Linked DNA regions of Gossypium hirsutum: region 1 is linked to region 2. The links are chromatin contacts, called in public Hi-C maps. All regions are on one chromosome and are shown on one strand. The core of a region is the stretch at or near the end of the contact, and the rest is flanking DNA. Distances in the headings are between cores, read along the strand shown.

Region 1 (3,657 bases), core at 538-3,037, 270 kb before region 2:
AAACCTTTAAAATTCAACAAAATCATGCAATGCGATTTAGCCTAAAAACATTCAAGAAATCAAACCGAAACCTACCATAACTCAAATCTAACCTTACGTTTATACTTAAGAACTTAAAACTAACCTAAAAACATTGAATTCTCTGTTGAAATCTCAACTCTTCCTCACATAGACAATAAGAAATCTCATTAGCACGGTAAATCTAACCTGAAAAACAACAAGAAATCTTAAAAATCTCGACTCTCTCTAACCCAACGAACATGAGCATAGTTTTAAAAATGAGGAAATCATTAGAAATTAAGTTTCATGGATAGAAAATCATTAAATTAGGTTACATCACCATTGCCTAGTTGGATTTTCCAGAAATCAAAGTCAAGAACAATCAAGAAAACGATCTCCCTTCTTTTCCATATTCTTACAAAAATAGAAAAAAAAATGGAAAATCATGTTTTGATCTTAAAAACATGGAAAATTTTCCTAAAAATAAAATTTTCAAAATTGATTGATAAGATTCAAAAGCTTAAAAAATTATTGAAAGATTTGAGAGATATTTTGAAAGAAAATGTAGAGCAAATTGTGTTCGTGAAATGAAATGGTTGTTCAATATTTCAAAAACAAAATCTAATTTTCCATGGCATTAAATAAAAAAATTGAATTTTGAATTTTAAATTTTATAGCAAAACACACTTTTGAAGAAACATATCATGTGTTTCCCAAACATCATCCATTTCCAATTTCTACCAAATCAAATCCTATCTAGAAAGTAGAATAAAATTATTCGATTTCCATAAAAAAAAAGACCCATTAACGATCTACGTCTATACAAAAAAGATTCAACTAATTCAACAAACTAGAAGCGATAAAGAGCATAGTTAGAAAAATCAGCAAAAGAAATCAAAGCATAGGATGGGAGAAAATGGAGGGGCAGACGTACTGTTCAACTAAGATGTTGCCTTCAGAGTTGGCGAATAACACCGCGAGAATCATGGCGATGTATCTCCCTCTCTCAGATACTTCCTTTTTCTCTTGAGGCAGGGAGACGGAGATCAGCGAAGTTGCTCCTGCTTTGTTCTGTGTCGTCAATTGCCGTTTTCTTTCCCATTTTCCTTTCTTTATTTTGCGTTTAGTTCGGTCGGATCAGATGTCGAGTCGGATGGAATTTTGTATTGTTGTTATACTTTTAGAGGTATTTAGAGAAACTATTTCTAAAAACGCCATTATAGAACGACTTATTACGGCATGTTTCTTTTAGCCCCACTAATAGTATATATTTGTGGCGTTTTTTAATACAAACACCATTAAGAGTTTAACTTTTGCAGTGTTTTCGCTCTAAACGCCACTAAAAACGCGCTTAATTTGCTGTAGCGTAACTTTTTTCATTCTAGGTTTGCAAGGCTCTTCGATGTAAAGATGATAGAGTTTGAAGCATGGTCAGCTAGCCTCCACCGACTATGGGATAGTTTAAGGTCAATACAAATAAAGCTCTTATGACTTCAGGGAATTTATTAGGGATCAAAATGGTCAATGGATGCTAGGATTTGCAAGTTGAATTGTGAAAGAAGCAGAGATTTGGGGAGCTTTTGACGACCTAACCCAAGCTTGTTCCATTGGTGTTCGAAGAGTTTTGTTTGTTGCTGATGTGGATTATTTTGGTATTGCAGTCTGGTTTTCTGTGCCTGATTGCGAACAAGCTAATCAAGTCGAAGATATACAACGACTACATCCTAGTGTATATCTTCTCCCCGAGGCTTGTTAACTCATACACTCATCTTTCTTCACGGTTTTGAGGAACGATGCAACTTTCAACAGTTTCCATATACATTGCTACGTTTACTTAATTTTGACTACCGTTTTGTAGGTTCATCTGGCTCCAAGTGGTTATCTAAAATTACGTAAAAAGACATCACAAACAGACTTTTTACATCCATTGTAGTGGCGGTGAGGAAGAAGAAGGAAATAGTGAAGGAGAGGAGTACGAAGGTCATTTCAAACTCAAAGAAGGTAGTGATGGTTTATTAATGTTCTTCATTGAACAATAACAAAAAAGAACAAAAAAACAGAAACATAAAAGATGGAAGAAGAGAAGAGGAAATGACTGTTGGAGTTTGGAAAAGTCATGCCATTGACACTCATTGGGTTAATGTGTGATTGTTAATAAATAGCAGATAATTCTAACGAGTTATTTTTTTTGAGTGATTAAATTGAGAAAAAAATTTAGAGCAATTAAAATAGGACAAACATTATTTTAGATTAACTATGGGTGTAGTTTACCCAATAATTTTGTTAAACTAGCTTTATTTGATAATATGTTTTGATATAACAAATAAAATGCTTTTGAATAAAATTTAAAGTTGAACAAAATTGGCAAAATGATAAAATTAAATTAAAACGGCTTCAATTGAGCTAAACATTTTCAATCAAGTTAAAACTGTTTAAAAACAAGTCAGTATTGTTCCAGGCTAAAAAGTATCGATAGTTTTCAAAATATTGATACTCATTCTAAAATCAGTACCAATTTGACATTCTATTTTCAACCAATTCAACTAAGTACCGATCGAGTATTGATAATTTTCATATGGTATTGATAAAAGCTCATTGGTATCAATACCTTTAGCTCCAACGGTCACTAAACTTTGCATTAAATGTAAAAATTATTGATACTTTTTTAGCTAGTATCGATACTCGTTGTTGCAAATGAATTAAATGTACTAGTTTTCACATCCCCAATGGCTCTATTCATATCTCCAACAACAACAATAGTTGTAAATCAATTAAGGGATATAAATATCAGCTTCCAAAGATCCTACAACAAAAAGAGAGATCATCAAGCTTAAATATTAATAAAAAAACAACCTTAGTGCTTAATTCTTTCATGCTTTTCTTGTACACACTTGTGAGCTTTCATTGTTATTGAGTTGCAATCTTAAGATTTTGGGTAGAAATCTTAAGGGAGATTATAAGGTTAAACATTATCCTTAAAGGTTATCAAATTAGTGAATTTGGAGAAATACTTAGTTGTGGAAAGCTAAGGTAGTAGAGTAGGCAATTGGGGCCAAACCACTATAAATTGTTGTGTTCTTTATTGAATATGTTTTGCTTCCACAATTTTCTTAAAGGTCAACTCACCTTCCCTTGGCGATTTCGAGTTGGTCATTTGAGCTAGTCTCTGAAAATGGTTTAACAACCAAGAGAAGATCTTCAGAGAAGTTTAAACAATCAGCAACTCATTCTACAACAGTGACAACTACTTCTGGGTCAATTTTCTTTGGTGAGTCTCAACCTATCTCTAAACCTCCTTATTTCACTGGTGCTAAGTATTCTTAATGGAAAACAAGGATGATGTTGTTTATCCAAGCAAATAGTCTTTCCTTATGAGACATTATTATGAATGGTCATTTAATTCCATTCAAACAAGAATGAGAGCTTTTAGTTCCAAAAAAAAAAAGTAATAGAATGAGGAAGATATGAGAAGCATTTTACTCAATGCCAAGACAATGCACATTCTATTTTGTGCACTTGGCCTGGATGAGTATAGTAGAGTTCCGTCTTATTCAAATGCCAAGGAGATATGGGCCAAGTGAAGAAGTCTAAAGTTGGAATCTTTACGCTCAACTACGAAACTTTCAAGATGAAGCCCGAAGAGGATATTAAGGCAAT
Region 2 (4,042 bases), core at 709-3,208:
CTTCGCAGTTTGTTTTATCTTATTAATACAAGCCCAATCTGAAAATAATTTCATATATATATAATAATTGATAGAAAAATTAGTTATGTTTAATTTAATAAAAATAATCAGTTAAGTAATTTCATTCTAATAAGGACTTTAATGTTAATGTTAGTGGTGATGGTAATATATTTTATTAATATTTTAATCTATTAGAAATTTCACTTTAATGATAACTTTAATTTTAATGCTAATAAATTTATTGATACTTTATTTTAATTAAAAAGGATTGAATAAGTAATTTTAAAAATTTTAACAATAAATATATCATAGTTTTAGAATGTATGTGCATGTATGGATGGATGGATTATAGAGATTTTAAATTGGCATAATACTCTTTTCGAAAGGTTAGTAGTTAACTTTAACTTAATAAAAGAATAAGAGTTAAATTGACGAAAAATATAAACGTTGATGTCTAAATTTGACATTTTAAATTAATCTCAAACTTCAAAGCAATATGATTGAGTTTCAAAGTATGATATCATATCAATTAGGTCATTGTCAATTTGAACCTTAAATAAATTGAAATATGACATGATCAAAATTTTATTGTGTTTAAAATCTTAAACTTTAAATCCGAAACTAGCCTTAAATCCTAAAACACATCGTATCTAAATTGACTTATAACGTCCAAGCTAACAAAATAATTTAATTGATATGGTATTAATATTTTGAGACTCAATAAAGAATTTTAAAGTTTGAGATGAATATAAAATTGAATCATAGTCTAGGGAGATATGTGCAATAAACCTATTTTTAAGTGGCCCGTTTATTGCCCTATAAACAAGGTATTAAAAGAGGAATTAGTTGGTTTTGTAATTTAATAATTAGGGCTTTGACAAAACAGAACAAAACGTGTATAGATTCCCTGGAGGGGAGGTTTCCAAGGTCACCCACCTTGAGCTTTGGGCTCTGTCTCAGCATTTTTGAATCCTTTAAGCTTTAAACGCCATTAGGTAGGCTCACATTTTTATTTTCCTTTTGATAATTATAATAGTAGTATAATTTAAGAGTTAAAAAGATTTGCAGTAGGGGCAAGGGCAGGTTTTGAGTCAGGCTAATGGTTGAAATTGTGTTCATTCACATGGGGTTTTCACCTCAAAGTTAGGGACATTACTTACAGATTTTGAGTATTTCTTGGCTTATTGTTATTACACCTTTTCTTTTTATCTGCCACATGGATGCTGAAATAATGAGTGTCTTGGTAAGGTCTGGAAAAAAGAGGCTTCATTTTGAAGGATGTTCATTTCATGTGCTCATTTATGTTTTAATGGACATTGCTTACTAATATGATAAAAAAATTTCTCTTATCATTAACAAATTTCTTAATTTAAACTGACTTGATGGGTTCAAGTCATTAAAGCCTGGAGACATATCCCTGACACAAGCATTGGTTTAGGCTAACAAGCAAGCAAACAATGAAGTGAACATAATTTATTTTAAGAAAAAAAAAACCGAAATCTCCATTAAGGGATTCACATTTCACAATTAAGGTTGAATTCTAGATTGATCAGGTAAGGACAAGGAGCAGATGATGCATCTGTATGGACTTCTTGCTTTGATTTATAATTAAAGACAACTTCTTCCTCTCTTTTCTTATAGAACAAAAGATGAGACTAATCTTGTTAATCGTGTACCATAAATTGCTTTTTATGTTATACTATAATTTTGGCCATAGTCACCTGTTTTGAAGAATGAGAAATCCCAGGTTAAGAATCATGGGTGGAGAGAGGTAAAACAGAGTAATTGATGGGTGATTTTATTTTACCAATTGGGGATTTTCCTTGAAACAGTAGTTCATGAAAATTTGAAATCAAATTTGTTTCTTCTTTGAGAAAAGAGAAGTGTTAAAAGAAAAAAGAATCCAAGATGCTTGCTTGACTAGCCCAAAGGTTTGGCTCAAATTCCAAAAATAAACCAACCCAGTCTAGTAATCATTTTGAGGAAAACAATGCAAAAACACATGGTGCATCTGTTCATAAGTACTCTAACAAAACATATTCAAAAAGATTACAAGGAAAAAACAGAACCCCGAGGTGAAGGTAGTGATGGTGGTGTGGTGTGTGAGTTCCAAATGGTTTCTTTATCTACCCTTTTCTTGCTTGCCTGCAAAGGAAATATAGTTGTAGAAATAGTATTAGACTAATAGCACTAGAAGCTCAAGTAGACTGCGTTTTAGATAAGCAAAAAAAAAAAAAAGAGAGAGAGAGAGAGAGAGACCCAATGCAAAACTAAGAGAGGAGTGGTTTGGGATTTGAGGCAATATTGGCAATGCCAATGCCGAGGCAGTCCAAAAACTACAAGCAGCAGGCAATGCCAAGGCAATCTTTGACCACTCACCTTCACTATTATCGCCTTCTACTTCTATCACTCTTCTTTACACTTATACCTAATGCTGTTTTTGCAGCCAACAGTGAAGCTATTGCATTACTATCTTGGCTTCATAGCACCCCTTCACCTCCTTCACCACTCTCCAACTGGCATCCTTCAGACCCCAACCCCTGTACCTGGTCTTATATCACTTGTTCTTCTGAAAATTTCGTCATTGAAATCAATATCCAGTTTGTCCAGCTAGCTCTTCCCTTTCCTTCCAGTCTTTCATCCCTTCCTTCCCTTCAGAAGCTGGTCATTTCTGGTGCTAATCTCACTGGAACTATCCCACCTGATATTGGAGACTGCTTGCAACTAACTGTCATCGATGTCAGCGCAAACAGTCTCGTTGGTAGCATTCCTTCAAGTATTGGAAAGCTCCACAACCTGCAGGACTTGATTTTAAACTCCAACCAGCTCACTGGGGAGATCCCAGCAGCCATTGGTGAATGCAGCAGCCTTAAGAATCTCCTAATATTTGACAACTATTTAAGTGGGATCCTTCCAGTTGAACTTGGTAAACTGTCAAATCTTGAAGTTATACGTGCAGGTGGGAACAAGGACATTGCAGGAAGAATCCCAGAAGAGATTGGAGACTGCCAGAACCTGAAGGTGTTGGGCCTTGCTGATACTAAAATCTCTGGTTCAATTCCTGTTTCACTAGGTAAGCTAACCAAACTCCAAACTCTATCAGTATATACCACCATGCTTTCAGGTGAGGTTCCACCACACATAGGCAACTGTTCAGAGCTTGTGGACTTATATTTGTATGAGAACGATCTCTTCGGGTCACTTCCACCGGAGTTGGGTAAGCTCCAGAAGCTGGAGAAGTTGTTGCTGTGGCAGAACAACTTTGAAGGGAGTATTCCTGAGGAAATAGGGAACTGCAAAAGCTTGATGACCATTGATCTGTCCTTAAATTATTTTTCTGGTAGCATACCCCACTCATTTGGCAACCTCTCTAATCTTCAAGAGCTCATGCTTAGTAACAACAATATCACTGGCACTATACCACCAATTCTATCTAATGCCACAAGCCTAGTACAGTTACAGCTTGATACTAATCAGATATCAGGCTCTATTCCGGTAGAGCTTGGGACATTAACAAAGCTCACGGTCTTCTTTGCGTGGCAAAACAAACTTGAAGGAAGCATTCCAGCAGCATTAGCTAGTTGGAGGAGCCTCGAGGCTCTAGACTTGTCACATAATGCACTCACTGGTAGCTTACCCTCCGGTTTATTTCAGCTTCAAAATCTAACAAAGCTTCTCTTAATTTCTAATGACATTTCGGGCACAATCCCTCCGGAGATTGGCAATTGCAGTTCCCTTATTAGAGTCCGGCTTGTTAATAACAGAATCAGCGGAACGATCCCAAAAGAGATTGGGCTCCTAGACAACCTTAGCTTCCTTGACCTGTCTGAAAACCATCTTGGTGGCTCAGTGCCAGATGAGATAGGTAACTGCACTCAGTTGCAAATGTTGAACCTTAGCAACAACACCATTGAAGGTTCTTTTCCTAGCTCTTTATCTTCTCTTACGAGACTTCAGGTATTGGATGTTTCTGTTAATAAGTTTAAGGGACAAATTCCAGAGAGTTTTGGCCAACTAACTTCACTCAATAGACTTATACTTA

What was found. A called contact is a pair of places that touch in the nucleus more often than the background predicts.
Region 1: a contact with region 2 is called in a Hi-C map of leaf, with 2.0 times the contacts expected there. The contact joins the promoter of LOC107954924 here to the promoter of LOC107954929 in region 2. A contact is called at or near these places in 3 of 34 Hi-C or Micro-C datasets (all in leaf).

Annotation. Positions count from the first base shown.
Region 1 is chrD07:30,474,928-30,478,584 of Gossypium_hirsutum_v2.1, reverse strand. It overlaps LOC107954924 (TSET complex member tstD), which reads right to left and starts at 1,787. Exons shown (of 4, transcript XM_016890618.2): 1 at 935-1,787. The coding sequence starts at 987.
Region 2 is chrD07:30,201,084-30,205,125 of Gossypium_hirsutum_v2.1, reverse strand. LOC107954929 (LRR receptor-like serine/threonine-protein kinase RGI2) reads left to right here and starts at 1,958. Exons shown (of 2, transcript XM_016890621.2): 1 at 1,958-4,042. The coding sequence starts at 2,311.